Regions from separate parts of the Zea mays genome. Here region 1 is linked to region 2. The links are chromatin contacts, called in public Hi-C maps. All regions are on one chromosome and are shown on one strand. Each heading gives the region's core, a stretch centred on a gene start, on an enhancer-like site or on the middle of the called end of the contact. The rest is flanking DNA. Distances are from core to core; before and after follow the strand shown. Region 1 holds the start of LOC103651618 (protein MICRORCHIDIA 6). Region 2 holds the start of LOC100502380 (Amino acid dehydrogenase family protein).

Region 1 (6,684 bases), core at 3,186-5,685, 150 kb before region 2:
CACGACAGTTCTGGTATTCCTTGTTGAGCAGGTCTGGGTTGCCTAATCTTTCACCAGATAATGCTAATTGCAGCCTTGATGACTGGTGGAGCAGGGCTGTGGAGAAGATTCCCCGTGATCTCCAATCCGGCTTCAATTCTCTAGTTATTCTTGGCGCTTGGAGCCTTTGGCGTCATCGCAATGACTGTGTGTTCAATGGGAGATCACCGAGCCTGGCGAGTGCTCTCACCCTCGCTGGCGATGAGCTCAGGATGTGGTGTAGTGCCGGGGCGAAAGGGTTGAACCTGCTTTCAACTCTTATGTTTATGCTTGACCCAGGGGGATAGTCTAGTGGCTTGTTCAGAGTGGTTGTGTGCGGTTGCTGTGTTGCGTCTTGTGTCTTGTTGTGTCATGTGTGTGTCGTGTGTGTTGTGTTGTACCTTCTTCTATCTATTAATGGAATGATACGCAGATCTCCTGCGTGTTCGAGAATAAAACTCATTTGTAACCCACTCTGTTCTCCTGAGCAAGAAAAGGTGAGTCTTTTCTATTTCACTCTCTATTAACACAAAGATACTCGGTTCTCCTGCGTGTTCGAGCAAAAAAAAGGTGAACAAAAAATTGGAAGAAACGATCAAATGATATATTTGAACAGCTATGGAGAAGACAAGCAAAAAATTCATCTCGCCGCAACCACTATAGCTCTATTAGAGGCCAGCATAACAGCAAAGCCTTTTAATCCTACGCAAGTTGAGGCAGGCTAGAAATGATCGAATGAAACCAAATATTGTTCCACCGATAAGAAAAAAAAAGAAAGAAGAAAACTTATAAAAAGGCATCAACAATAGTAATATCATTAGGAGCTCTAAATCCTTGTTATGGTTCAGGCATGTGGATAGCTTATTCCATGCGCTTTTATCCAAGGATATCAGAGGACAACATTACTAACCTTTTTGTCAGAGTTGAAATCAAGCTCCATATCCCCATCATCATTGAACCAGAGGTTGAATACAATTATCTTTGTTCCATGATCTCCCATATCATCAAACTGAATCAGAAATGAAGATGAATATTAAGTTCCTAACTATGATGGTAAATTGACCCTGAACAGTATACACCCACTTATAGAGGGCACATACTCTATGAGGAAATCGTCTCCTAACAAATTATATGAACTAGGAAAATTTCTTGGGTAAATTAGAAAGAAAGAACATATTAATGCATCCATTAATATTTGCCAAAAGCAGATAATAACATAATTTTTGCAAACTTAAAATTAAAATGTTTTCAGTTAACAATTACTAATATGTATCAAGCATTATGTATGTGGTCTTAACACATTCCCAGAATGCTACCAATTATTCAAGTAAAACTTTGACAAATGGCAAATTATTCGGGTACCATAATATTTTTAAACCATCTCCTTACTTAGGGCTACTGGTTAATTCTTCACATCTCCCAGTTTTCCTTAACTTATCTCTACCTCATTTTTTCCAAGATTATCAGAATTATTCAAAAGTTAGCAAAAAAATATCTCAAAGATAAATACATATCTATTCCGTACTTGTTTAAGCAACTCAGCTTCAGTAGAAAAAGGGGACCATTTGAGAAGGATTGCCAAATTAGAAGAGAAGAGCTTCTGATCATGACGCAACATCTGAACATATGAAGTTGTTGTTAGATCATACTGATAGTCTACCTGCAAGACAGCAAGACAAACACAAGATCAAAACTCAGAAGATGATAGGTGAACTAGAAAATAGCTCAAATGACAATAACAGTCAGACAGAAAAGGAAGTGTCAAACTCACCGTTGGCACCAGCACATCATCGCAACCTGTTTCCATCAAAAATGTGTAAGAAAGAAGGCCGATACTTCTAGTTGGCACCCTACAGGAAACAAAAATCTTTTACTTCAGTAGACACATGGGTTAGGTGGAGAGACATTTTAGTAGAGCTAAAGAGGAATCAAGCAATTTCATCCAATTTTAAATGACATAACAGATCAACAGGAATGTAGTAGAGCAACATGCACTAAATGACATATGGAACACATTGCTATCATTTTAGTTTCTAGTGATGCCTGTTTCCCTGTACACAAAACTGAAAAACAATGTACACCGTCATTTCACAAGAATCAGGGTTATAATTGAATCATTTCTACTCAAATAGGAACGAGAAAAAGGAAGCATTTCAAAAGCACATATGCTTGCTTCAAACTGCTATCAATCAACATCTCTACTTGTTTCACTTTTATTCCTTAGAACTTTATAGTATGTACTATTGAAAAAGGAAATATGTTAGTCAAGTTTACCAAGAGCCCCTTATATTAGCAAAGATAAAGGTAGCATCACAGGATGCTTGTTTGTAGTTCAATGTCAAAAAATAAAAGTACCAAGGATGAATGCAAAGGTTAAGTACCAGTTATTTTGGTTTTGTGTAAAAACAATCACATCTGCTCCAAGCCGCATCGTACTAGTCTTGAAACCATTGCCATCTGATCCAAGAAACAATATAAATTCAACGGTCAGGGGCTCAAGACAACTGATTCACAAGAAACTACAAGGAAGGATACCCAAGACCATACATTGCCCAATGAAAGCATCAGACTGTTTATCTGAAAATCCGAAGCTCATGCAACGTCTCAGTGCCTCAGGATCCATCCCCCCTCCATCATCTTATTAATGTAAAAGTAAAACACAACAAAGTTACAATCCAGATAACAGTTCATATGAAAACAAACAGATTAACATAGCCTTAAAAACAGCAACCTTGAACCAACAATGAGGGGTTCCCATCTCGTGGGTTTTTAAATTTATTAACACGGACAAATGTTGCCCCATTGTTCACCTGAGAGAAAATATGTCACAGAAACAACCATACTTAGCTTCATGTTATGTCTTAGTTTCTTTCTGTACATGTCGAAAAAAACCTTAATGATTACCTCATCGATTGCATTGTCAAGGAGCTCGGCAATGGCTGCAAGAAATTGAGGGAAAACAACATTGAACAAATTGGTGTGCACAAGTACAATATAAAAGCATGCAACAGGTTTCGAACTAGGATGCCATATATGGTTGATTTGTCCAAAAAAATGATACAGTTGGAAAGTTGCAAAAACCAAGACAACAAGCGAGATTGTGAAAATGCTAATGTTTTTTCATAGGCGTACAATGGTTTAACTCTCTACTTATGAATGATGAGAAAGGAGTGCATCATTTGGTACAGGCTTGTGGAACCAGTCCCGAACTTTAAAAGGGTGCCTAATTTTCAAGCATAACCATTGTAAAAACAAATAGGTGTTTATATGACAAATACAAAATTCTATTCTATTAGTCATCTAGCATTGTTGAAGAATATTTAATGTCCTTTGTGTCACTGAAGTGAGTGCTTCATTTCATTCAGAAGTGATAGTTCAATTTTCTTAAGGGAACATATAACAATCCAAACTACAAGTTCGCATCGTTTAAAAGAGACAGAGTTAGCAGTACAGGGGAACAAATACGTAGATTATCTTATTCATGCTAATGAAGCCAAAACAATTCCTAAAAAACAGTTGTTTTGCGTAGTATAGCCAATTATACACCCGAGACAATGAGGGGATCGTCCCATACCGCCAAAAGCCCACTTGTGGGAAGTCGCATTGGAGTGCAGAAACTTGGGGTTTATCCGCAACCGGTTCCGCCCACCTGCACGCACCACCAAATCGCAAATCTCACTCAGCTTGATCACCATCCCCACCGGAAGTATCAAAGGAAAGCGAAGAGGCAGCAGAAATTGGGGCCGAGATTCCTCCGACCGATAGCCTACCGGGGCCGGCCACATCGGGGTTGCGGCGCGCGACGACGTAGTCGCCGGACTTCCAGAACTGGCGGCAGAGGCGCGGCGGCGGGAGCGCCCTGGGCGGTGACGAGACGGTGGCCACGGGCACGGGCTCCTCGGTCTTCACGGGCACGAGCGCGCCGTAGCCCGGGGGGTGGAGCGGCGGCGGGAGAAGAAGCAGCGGCTTCACATCGACGTCGGCGAGCAGGTGCGGCTTGACGTCGGGAGGGGAGGAGGGGGCGTGGTGGATGAGAGCGGTAGTGCTGGGCACAGGCTCCTCGTCTTCGTCGCTGGAGAGCTCGATCACCTCAGCTCCCAGGCTCATCGCCGTCGCCGGGAAGCTGCGCTAGGGCTGACGCCTGTCGAAGCACGAGCTGTCTTCCCCCTTCTTCTGATCTTCTCTGGGTCTGGGTCTGGGACTGGGAGTTAGACAGAAATTGGACAGGCCGGCAGGAAACTCGATTTGGGTTTTCGGCTTTTCGCGTTGCGCTCTCTCTCTCTCTCTCTCTCTCTCTCTCTCTCTCTCTCTCTCTCTCTCTCTCTCTCTCTCTCTCTCTCTCTCTCTCTCTCTCTCTCTCTCTCTCTCTCTGTGTGTGTGTGAGAGTGCACGCGGCGCGGCACGCTCGTTCGCGACTAGACTGAAAAAGGAAAAAGGCCTGTGTCATTTCCTCAAAACGGTGATGCAAGGTTGTTTCGCTCAATCTCTTTTTCTCTCTCCTATCTCTACTACTACTTATGTGTATAATACAGGCGTCCACACTCCTCGGATGGTGCACGTTCTACCGCTGGCACACCCCGCCCCGCATCCCGCTCGCGGCCGCACCCCGCCCCGCATCCCCCGACCTTCCTTCAACGGCGCAATCCATGCGCAATTCCCGCTCCCCACCATATCGGCCTCGCTCGCGCAATCCATGCGGCCTAACCTTCAATCAAGGCTTCGGGCAAGGTTTCCATCATTGGCGAAGCACCAACCTCCATCCTTCTCCACGCTCTCCTAGAAGACTACCATCCATGGTTTACGGAGAAATCGTGCCTCCCCAGGCGTCCACCAGGGGCTACACCATGACCCCACCCCCTCTCCCACATCGCCCGCCAGCCTCCATCGTCGATGGAAGGGCGCGATCTCCACAATCCGCAGGCCCCTGCCCCCGCAAATGCTGCCATGGATGGCGGGTGCAGCGGATTTTGCCTCCATCCCGCTTGGCCCCCTCCGCGCACAGCCAGTCGCATGCCCGCGCATGGCGGATTTGCCTCCCCCTCCGCCAACGAGCACGCGCCAGCACCCGATCCTCGCTCGCTCAGCCATGCCCTCGCTCGGCCCCCTCCGTGCACGCACAAACCACTGTTCCCCCCGCCCGCTCCACCGATCCCCATCCCCCAGATCCTCCCTGCAAATCAGATCCCCACGCCCGCAGCGCCTCGCCTCAGCTGCTCTACCTCTATCCCGCGACCTGCGAGATCGGAATCGCCGCGCCCCGCCGCCCTCCTCCAAAACGGCGTCGTCTTTGCTCGGGGTCACCTTTCCTCCCTCTCACTTCCTCTTCTTTCATTCAGGTGTGTTAGTTAAGCAGAGGAGGTGGCTTGGCTTGTTGCTCGTGTTTCTGCATGGATGCGTCCAGGGGTTCAGCAAGTCGCTAGCCATGACGGTGCTCTCCGAGATCAGGGACAAGACCTTCTTCGTCGTCGTGGTACGCCTCCTGCCTCCATCCCCCTCACGTCACGTCGCCTGCTCTTCCTCATGTCCTTTTGCTTGCCTTCCATGTCTCTCCTTGCGTGCGCCATTGTCCCGTGTGACTGCATAGACGGGTCGAGTGCACTCCCGCCAGGTGTTCGGTGGTATGCTGCCACGCGTGCCTCTTTGCTCGGTTGTTGGGTGCGACCGTGGGAGGTAAATTTGTTAGGAGGACAATTTGCGTTGGCTCGATCCCATCACAGCATCGTGCGGTAGCTGCAGAAGTGCAGATTCGCCGGTGGAGCGAACAGGTGAAGCGCCTTGGAGTCGAAATCATGGTTCGATTCGCTTCAGTTTCTACTGCTGCTGAGCTGAGATGACTTCTTTTTATTAATTTTTTAAGTAGTGACAAGTTGTTTGCTATAGATTGGGAGCTCGGATTTGTTTAGGCTCCTCCACCGGGAGAACTAATTGTGCGCTTGATTTGATGCGGCCAGAATTTTTACCCCATTTAACTCGGTGCGGACTGTATCTTCAATTTGTTGGAGCTATTGCACTTGCCGAATTCGCGATCCTGCCATATCGGTAGTGTCCTCTGTTTCTAGAGGACTGTCACCAGTTTTGATATGATGCTTTCCCTCTTCCACAAGAATTGATTCAGCAGAGTACACTTGAAATAACGTAGCTTGAGGATTGCGTCTTTAGAGGATGAGGGATTTGTCAGGATCTGGACCTAGCAAGACAAACAAACCCACTTTCTTTTTAATTTTTGCTCAGCTGTTGGGTGCGACCGTGGGAGGTAAATTTGTTAGGAGGACAATTGGCGCTGGCCCGATCCCGTCACAGCATTGTGCGGTAGCTGCAGAAGTGCAGATTCGCCGGTGGAGCGAACAGGTGAAGCGCCTTGGAGTCGAATTCATGGTTCGATTCGCTTCAGTTTCTACTGCTGCTGAGCTGAGATGACTTCTTTTTATTAATTTTTTAAGTAGTGACAAGTTGTTTGCTGTAGATTGGGAGCTCGGATTTGTTTAGGCTCCTCCACCGGGAGAACTAATTGTTCGCTCGATTTGATGCGGCCAGAATTTTTTACCCCATTTAACTCGGTTTGGACTGTATCTGCAATTTGTTGGAGCTGTTGCACTTGCCGAATTCACGATCCTGCCATACCGGTAGTGTCCTCTATTTCTGGAGGACTGTCACCAGTTCTGATAT
Region 2 (7,322 bases), core at 2,429-4,928:
GCCCCGGGTGGCCCGGGCCCAATATCCGCCCTGGTCCTAGGGTAGCAGAGGTCGGGGCCAATTGTCACACCCGTTTTTAAGACAAAACGAAATGCATAGCATATGTGTGGCATGATCTATTTCCACGCATATGTTAATGTCACAAGTGTAATATATCATAGGAACAATGCATGAAAGCGTAAATAAAGATTATATTAACATATTACACTTCAAAAAGACATAATGCCTTAACCTTTATTCATCAAAGCACAGCGAAACATGGGCATCCTTCCACCATCTAGCGACGTCTTCGGCACCAGATGACTCAGTCAAACTGGTCCCTCGGAGGGCAGATGTTGGGGCGAAGGCGAAGACGCTACCCTTCGCGTGAAGCCTTCGTCGCCTTGCTACACCAACGAAGGCGAGATGTTCGGCGCAGTAGCCCTTCGTCTTCTCCATCGCAAGACGAAGGCCAGACTCCGACGAAGTCTGCTAGTCCCGCGTCCTCATCTAGTCCATAGGCCCACGTGGAAATCGGCCTACTGTAACGGGCCCCGTGTGGACAAGCATGTTACGGGCCTCATTTGTAATAGCTTTTCTGTAATGACGGTCTGTAACCTCCCTTTATGGGAATATTCTGGGGATAGTCCGGGTACCCGAGGGCATAAGCGTCCTTGCCTTGGGACGTTAGACACTCAGGTACCTATAAATACCCCTGTACAGTGCCCTTGAGAGGTCAGATTAACAGAGCAATTGCCATCCCACATCGAACTTTGCTTGCACTCTTTCCATTTCCCCGTTGGATCTACTTGCCCAGGAGAGCAAGTTCCAACATTTGGCGCCCGTCGTTCGTGCTACGAACAAACCACACACGATGGCACCCAAGCGAGCTAGTTCAAAGGCAGCCCCATCCGTCGACGAAGCAGCGAAGGCAGCGCTGCTAGCCGAGAAAAAAGGCAAGGCCCTCGCAGACAACACCCCCCAAGAAGCCTGCGAAGACGAAGCTCTCAGCAAGAGACAGGCCACGAACAACCCACTCCCGAAGGCACTCTACGCACCTACAGCTCCGGAGGACAACCACAAGCACCACCCCCAGGCTTCGCTCCCCCAGAGGGCGAAGACGCAACAGAGGACGACGAAGTCATTGGCGTCTCAGCCGAAGAACAACTACAACTACGGGCCCTACGCATCAAGAACCGCAACCTCCAAAAAAGAAAGACATCCTCGAGGCCAAGCGCCAACGTGTCACCGTGCAAGCCAAGGTGCGCCAGATGATACGAGACGAGGAACAGAGAGGCCAGGAACTCGAGCAAGAGATTGCTCTCATGCAGAACGAAGGCCAGCACGATCTGCAGCACGACACACCCCTCCAACAGCGCGCGCCAGCCGGAGACTCATTCATACCCCAGCGTGGGCCCTTCATCCCGCACGCCGCTGATTTCCAATGCATGAACTACCTTGATGAGCGAAGCCCCCTGGCTCCGCAACTCCAAGTGTCACCGTGGCCCGCCAACTTCAGGGCAGGGACCTACCCCAAGTACAACGGCAGCGCCGACCCAACACAATACATCATGAGCTACCAAGTCGCTGTCGCATCATCCAGAGGGGAGGACGCCACAATGGCCAAGTCTTTCATCATCGCCCTCGAGGGTCCGGCCTTGACCTGGTACACCAGGTTGCCCCATTGTCCATCGACTCCTGGAAAGGACTCCGGGACAAGTTTTAGCTCAACTTCCAAGGATACCGACCCGACACCGATGCTTTGGCCGAGCTATCACTCTGCAAACAGCAAGAGAAGGAAACCCTACGGGAGTATTACCGCAAGTTCCTGACTCTCAAGTCACAATTGCCTTCGGTCGACGACCACATTGCCATACACTACGCCATCAGTGGCCTTCGGGCTGGCATCCTATACAATCACTGCATCAGGGACACACCCAAAAATCTCCAAGAGCTCTATCAGCTATTTGAGAAATACGCTAGATCCGAAGAGCTCCATCAGCGCAAGATCGAGTCTCAGAGAAAGCCCAAGGACCCTCCGCAGTCTAGCCGAACCTGGACAAGGCCTTCACAGTCAGACTCCGGATGGGACAGCCGCAGTCAGCAGCAGGTGCACAACATAGCCAACCAGCACCCCACCGGCGAGGCCGCTTGCCGTCAGGAATATCCCCCAGGGCCGCGGCAATGGCACGCGAGGCCGGGGCCGGGGACGGGCGCAGCAACCGCGCAGATATTACTGCATGTTCCATGGCGAGGATTGCGCACACCCAACAAGGGATTGCCCGGAAACAAAGGCCACCAGTGACAGGATGTCTCGGGCGCAACCAGCCGACAACCAGCGGGTTGTCGCGCACACATATCACCACCACCACCCACAACCATACAACGGCGGCCACGCCCAACATCCACCCAACCACACATATCAGCACCATCAGGAGGTACAAGTTGTACCACCCCCGCATCCGTCTCCACATCAACCAAATCCACACCACCAAAATCACCCCAAGCACCAAAACAAGAAGGTTTCGTCGATCAGCCGTATCGCAGAGTCATCCACATGATCACTGGAGGGTCCAGCGTTGACTTCAAGACGAAGCGACAAAAGATGGATCATTACCGAAGTGTAAACCATGTCGCCCTCACGAACCCAGTTGTACAAACGAGGTGGTCGCAAGTTTATAGACGAACTTATTTTCTTCTAAAAATTAGTTGTAAGCATATATTCTATATCTTGGCCCCTTTGAACTATAGAGAACATTATTTAAATTTATTTTGTTTTTTTATATTTTTATATTTCATATAATGTATTCATATATTTGAATTAAAAGTGGTAAAAAATAATTACCATATCCGCTCTTCATCGCCGAAACTTGTATATAAGACTAACTTCAATAGCTTCATTCTATTTCATATCTCATCTTGTATTTCAAACTCTACTTTACTAACAGTACAGTCTACAATAAAAAACAATATTTTGAATGATCATATAGATAATCTGTTTAGACGGGGATTCTACAGAATGAGCATAAAGCTAACATCATCTCCAATAGAATAGAAGTTCTATATTTGAGTTCCAAAAATTAAAGTAGAACATGATTTGACGTATTAGGGTCAAAAAAACATTTGCAGCACCAACTCATGTTATTAAAAAATAGGACATGTTATTTGGGAAATTAATTGTTAGAAATAGTATAAAACGAGAATAGTGCTCCAGCATATAGGGTCCCAGGACCGAGAGCCTGATTCCTATAATTATTTGATGAATTTTTGTGAAATAGAACTCCTTGTTGAGGGCATGTTTTTTGGGTTAGAGTTCTATATTTTAAATATTTAGGACTTATGTTGGAGATATTCTAAGTTACATAAACAAGAGCAAAGTTGTTATTTTAAAGGGAGAAAAATAAAAAGATTACATCTACAAGTACTATTTTATAGAAGTTAATTTTATATTATCTCTCGAATATTTATTGTATATTAGTTAATTTTTAACTAAAACGTAATAAATAAAAAAGAGTGTCTAATTACTATTAGACATGTCTAAGGCCATTCTCAGTTATGACTTTAAATGCATTGTTTTAATATTGACATATTAGTTTTAAACTAGGTAATCGTGTATATAGAGTTTTATCCTCGTAAAGCTCTAATACCTCGCATGAAATTTCTATATCTCCAGTTAATTGCACTGACATCTATGCCAAAATGAATGAGTACCGTAATAATAGAAAGAAAACTCTGTCGGGACTAGCCTCAGCGCAGCGGTTGCCGCGGCTGTTTCTGCTTGCTGTCGCCGGCCGCAGTCTCCGCCGCGGCTCACGGATGCCCTGCATCCTCCTTCCCGCGGCCGCGCTTAATCGAAGCCTTCTTCTGCACCAACCTTATCCTGTCAGCTGGAAACGCCAAATTCTCCAAACCCTAGCGCCAAAATCCCCATTCTGATCGCTGCAACCGGAGCCGGATTCTCTTGGTTTACGCCTGGCGCTCGTATCGTGTCTCCGCATGATGCAACGAGCACGCGCATGAACTCGATGGATGAAATCAACCTGCTGCGGCAGGCGCAGCGGCAGCATCAGCATCATCTCATGGTGCGCGGCATCGGCGAGGAGATCGACCTCGAGATCGGCCCTGTCGACGATCCCTCTTTTTCCGGAGCTTCCTTAGTGGCCGTTACGTCCACGCACGACACTGTCGTTCACGCCGACGACCACAAGAGCCTCCTCATCCCGTGTTCGCAGCCCGGCGCGGCGGACGGGCTGGCGCCGCAGCAGCACCTGTCGCAGGGGGAAGAGCATGACGGGATGCTCAGGTCGCCGTCGGGGCACACCAAGAAGAAGAAGAAGGTGGTCAAGAAATGGCGGGAGGAGTGGGCGGACACCTACAAGTGGGCCTACGTCGCCGTGCACGACACCACCACCAGGATCTTCTGCTCGGTGTGCAAGGAGTACGGCCGGAAGCACCGCCGGAATCCATATGGTAACGAGGGAAGCAGGAATATGCAGATGAGTGCGCTTGAGGAGCACAACAATAGCTTGTTGCATAAGGAGGCGCTCCGGTTACAGATGGCCTCCAAGGAGAAGTTGCAGCCTCCCGAGATTGAGGGGCCGGTCTATGTCAAAGGTAAAGGTTGGTGTTTTCGGCTTGTTGACCCAGCTTCCACAGTTATACTCAAATTTCACATGGGGACAGTTTTAAGGACCAGTCAATGTGTAATAAATTTGTTTCAGGAAATATATTAACATTCAGTTTTAATTGTGTATTGCTGCATTGTGAGAAGTAGATAACATGGTTTTCAAGATATCACATGTTTTATTCTGTTCTGTGTAGCATATTCATGTCCAATAACAAGTAAATGCTATAACTAATGTCCAATTGAAGAGACAAATGCTAATATGACCATATCTATTACTTCATCCTGTACTGCTGGTACATAGTTCGCAATTGCTTCATATTCTACTAGAAAATGAACATAGCATGAAGCAGATATTCCAGTTTTATTTCCTTTTTGGAGTGGAATTACCAGTTCACCTTGAAATTATCGTTATTTATATATTCCAGTTTTGTTTTCAGCTTGGAGTGGAATAACCAGTTTGCCTTAAAGTTGCTGTTATTTATGTGGTGTTATCATTTGTGCTTTCACTTTCTTTATGCCCTCTATCCCAGTGTGCTCCATTTTCTATCAAACCAAAATGATTGTATTATTTTATATCCCTTGCAACGATCCAACAACTATATGATATATGACCTTGCTCATTTTTTTAGTCTGCGTTTTGTAATTGTCCATTCCAGCTTTATCGAAAACAGCAGCATCAATACTTGAATGTGTCCTAAGGAGGGATCCCCATGAAGCTGAATATATACAGTCGATCCAGGAGGTGGTTCATTCCTTAGAACCTGTTTTGGTGAAGAATGCCCAGTAATTCTTCAAATCTCCCTTCATGCCTTATCAAGAATATGCCTAAACCTTCAGTGTAACATAGTTTCATTTGATAATGTTTCAGATATATTCAAATTTTGGAGCGTTTGTTGGAACCTGAGAGATGCTTTATCTTCAGAGTGCCATGGATTGATGACAGAGGTGAAGCACACGTCAATAGAGGTTTCCGTGTGCAATTCAGTCAGGCGTTAGGTCCATGCAGGGGTGGTCTTCGGTTTCACCCATCCATGAGCTTAAGTGTGGCAAAGTTTCTGGCCTTTGAACATGTAATACTATACTTGTTTTTCCTTGTTTACACGAAAGACATTGTCATAGTACCACTCTAGGTGAACTATGCAAGTGTATTTGCGATGCTAATAACTTGCAGCCTTTGCTTAGCCATGGGTGTGATTTGCTTAATGGATGCATTTTTTATGTTTATATTGCTTTATGGCAGAACTTTAACATGTTATCCCATCATTGTCTTTCTTCCATACAGACTTTAAAGAATGCTTTGTCACTATATAAACTTGGAGGTGCTGCTGGAGGAAGTGATTTTGATCCAAAGGGAAAAAGTGATAATGAGGTGTGTGTACCGTATTTTGATTCCTCAGGACAATAATGTTTTTTGCTGCATGTAAATCTCAAAATCTTATCCTGTTAGATAATGCGCTTTTGCCAAAGTTTCATGGATGAGCTGTATAGATATTTGGGCCCTGATCAGGTACTTCCCAGTTAAACTTGATACCCAGTTATTGGAGTTTTTTATTTCTATATTAGTTAAGTGAAGCAATGACTGTTCTTAGTCTATATTAATATTTCAGACTTTGATCTTTTGGTCCAGGATTTTCCCGCTGAAGATATTGGTGTTGGTCCAAGGGAAATGGGTTACCTTTTTGGGCAGTATAGACGTCTTTCTGGTCATTTTCAGGTAGACTGGTGGTTCTGAAGTCCATATCCAGAATTTAGATTATGGGAAATCGTGGATACATCCTCAGTGTAGGGAGCGGGGCTTATGAGGCTATTTGTTTAGTTTCTGCTTCCACTTCTTTGTTCAGCAGTTCTCTCTTGTCTGTAGATTTCAACTGTCGTGCTTATGCAGGGAAATTTTACAGGACCTAAAATTTTCTGGTCAGGGTCAAGTTTTCGAACAGAAGCTACTGGATATGGTCTGGTAAAGTGCTACCTTAATTTTCGTTTGGCTGGAGATAGTGTGTTCTGTGGGTGCTATAGTTGTTTCACAAGTAATATTTCTGTTGCATGTGTTGACTGGACCATTGTCCTTGTTCAAAGTGAAACACTATATGAAATCATTCTATCTATGCAGGTGTTTTTTGCACGTCTTTTACTTGCTGAAATGAATAAAGAGCTTAAAGGATTAAGGTTTCTTACATTGATCCACTAAATGTTTCTTTGTTATAATTTAGCCTTTTGTTACTTTAATACTATGCAAAGTTTTCTGCAGATGTGTGATCAGCGGTTCTGGGAAGATAGCAATGCATGTTTTGGAAAAGCTTTTGCCTTGTGGAGCCATTCCTATTACTGTCTCAGGTATACAGACTAAAGGTTTCTTTGTACTGATTACACAGGATATACATGGTTTGGAATATCATCAATATTATTATTGGCATCAGATGTGCCTTGAATTAGGTGGATTTATCATGTCTACTCATATGTGTTTGCTACTTTACCTATCCTCGACATACAATTTGACATCATTAATGTGTAGAAGTTAACAATGCTTGTTTATGGTTTCAAAATAGAAATACAGGTCTATATACAAGTATTCTCCCAATAGGTTTTTGAGCTTGCTCGCTTTCCTTGAATTGCACTATAAGTGTTTTTAAGGTTTGAATTTGTTCGTAGGAATATTTATTGCTTGCCAAATCATTAGGTAGATTTTCAGCGTACCTAGTATAGAAAAATAGCCGTG

Evidence for each region. Hi-C and Micro-C count contacts between places; a contact is called where the count stands out from the background.
Region 1: a contact with region 2 is called in a Hi-C map of leaf, with 2.0 times the contacts expected there. The contact joins the promoter of LOC103651618 here to the promoter of LOC100502380 in region 2. A contact is called at or near these places in 1 of 25 Hi-C or Micro-C datasets (leaf) and 1 of 3 datasets of contacts at active chromatin or transcription factors (seedling).

The regions. Positions count from the first base shown.
Region 1 is chr3:232,021,935-232,028,618 of Zm-B73-REFERENCE-NAM-5.0, reverse strand. It overlaps LOC103651618 (protein MICRORCHIDIA 6), which reads right to left and starts at 4,435. Exons shown (of 19, transcript XM_008677289.3): 1 at 3,789-4,435; 2 at 3,593-3,667; 3 at 2,923-2,957; 4 at 2,750-2,828; 5 at 2,566-2,655; 6 at 2,400-2,475; 7 at 1,790-1,868; 8 at 1,544-1,678; 9 at 929-1,027. The coding sequence starts at 4,125. LOC111591148 (a long non-coding RNA gene) reads left to right here. Exons shown (of 2, transcript XR_002750336.2): 2 at 95-471.
Region 2 is chr3:231,869,130-231,876,451 of Zm-B73-REFERENCE-NAM-5.0, reverse strand. It overlaps LOC100502380 (Amino acid dehydrogenase family protein), which reads left to right and starts at 3,678. Exons shown (of 15, transcript NM_001323926.1): 1 at 3,678-4,593; 2 at 5,263-5,389; 3 at 5,475-5,676; 4 at 5,889-5,975; 5 at 6,054-6,113; 6 at 6,234-6,320; 7 at 6,492-6,563; 8 at 6,717-6,772; 9 at 6,855-6,940. The coding sequence starts at 3,996.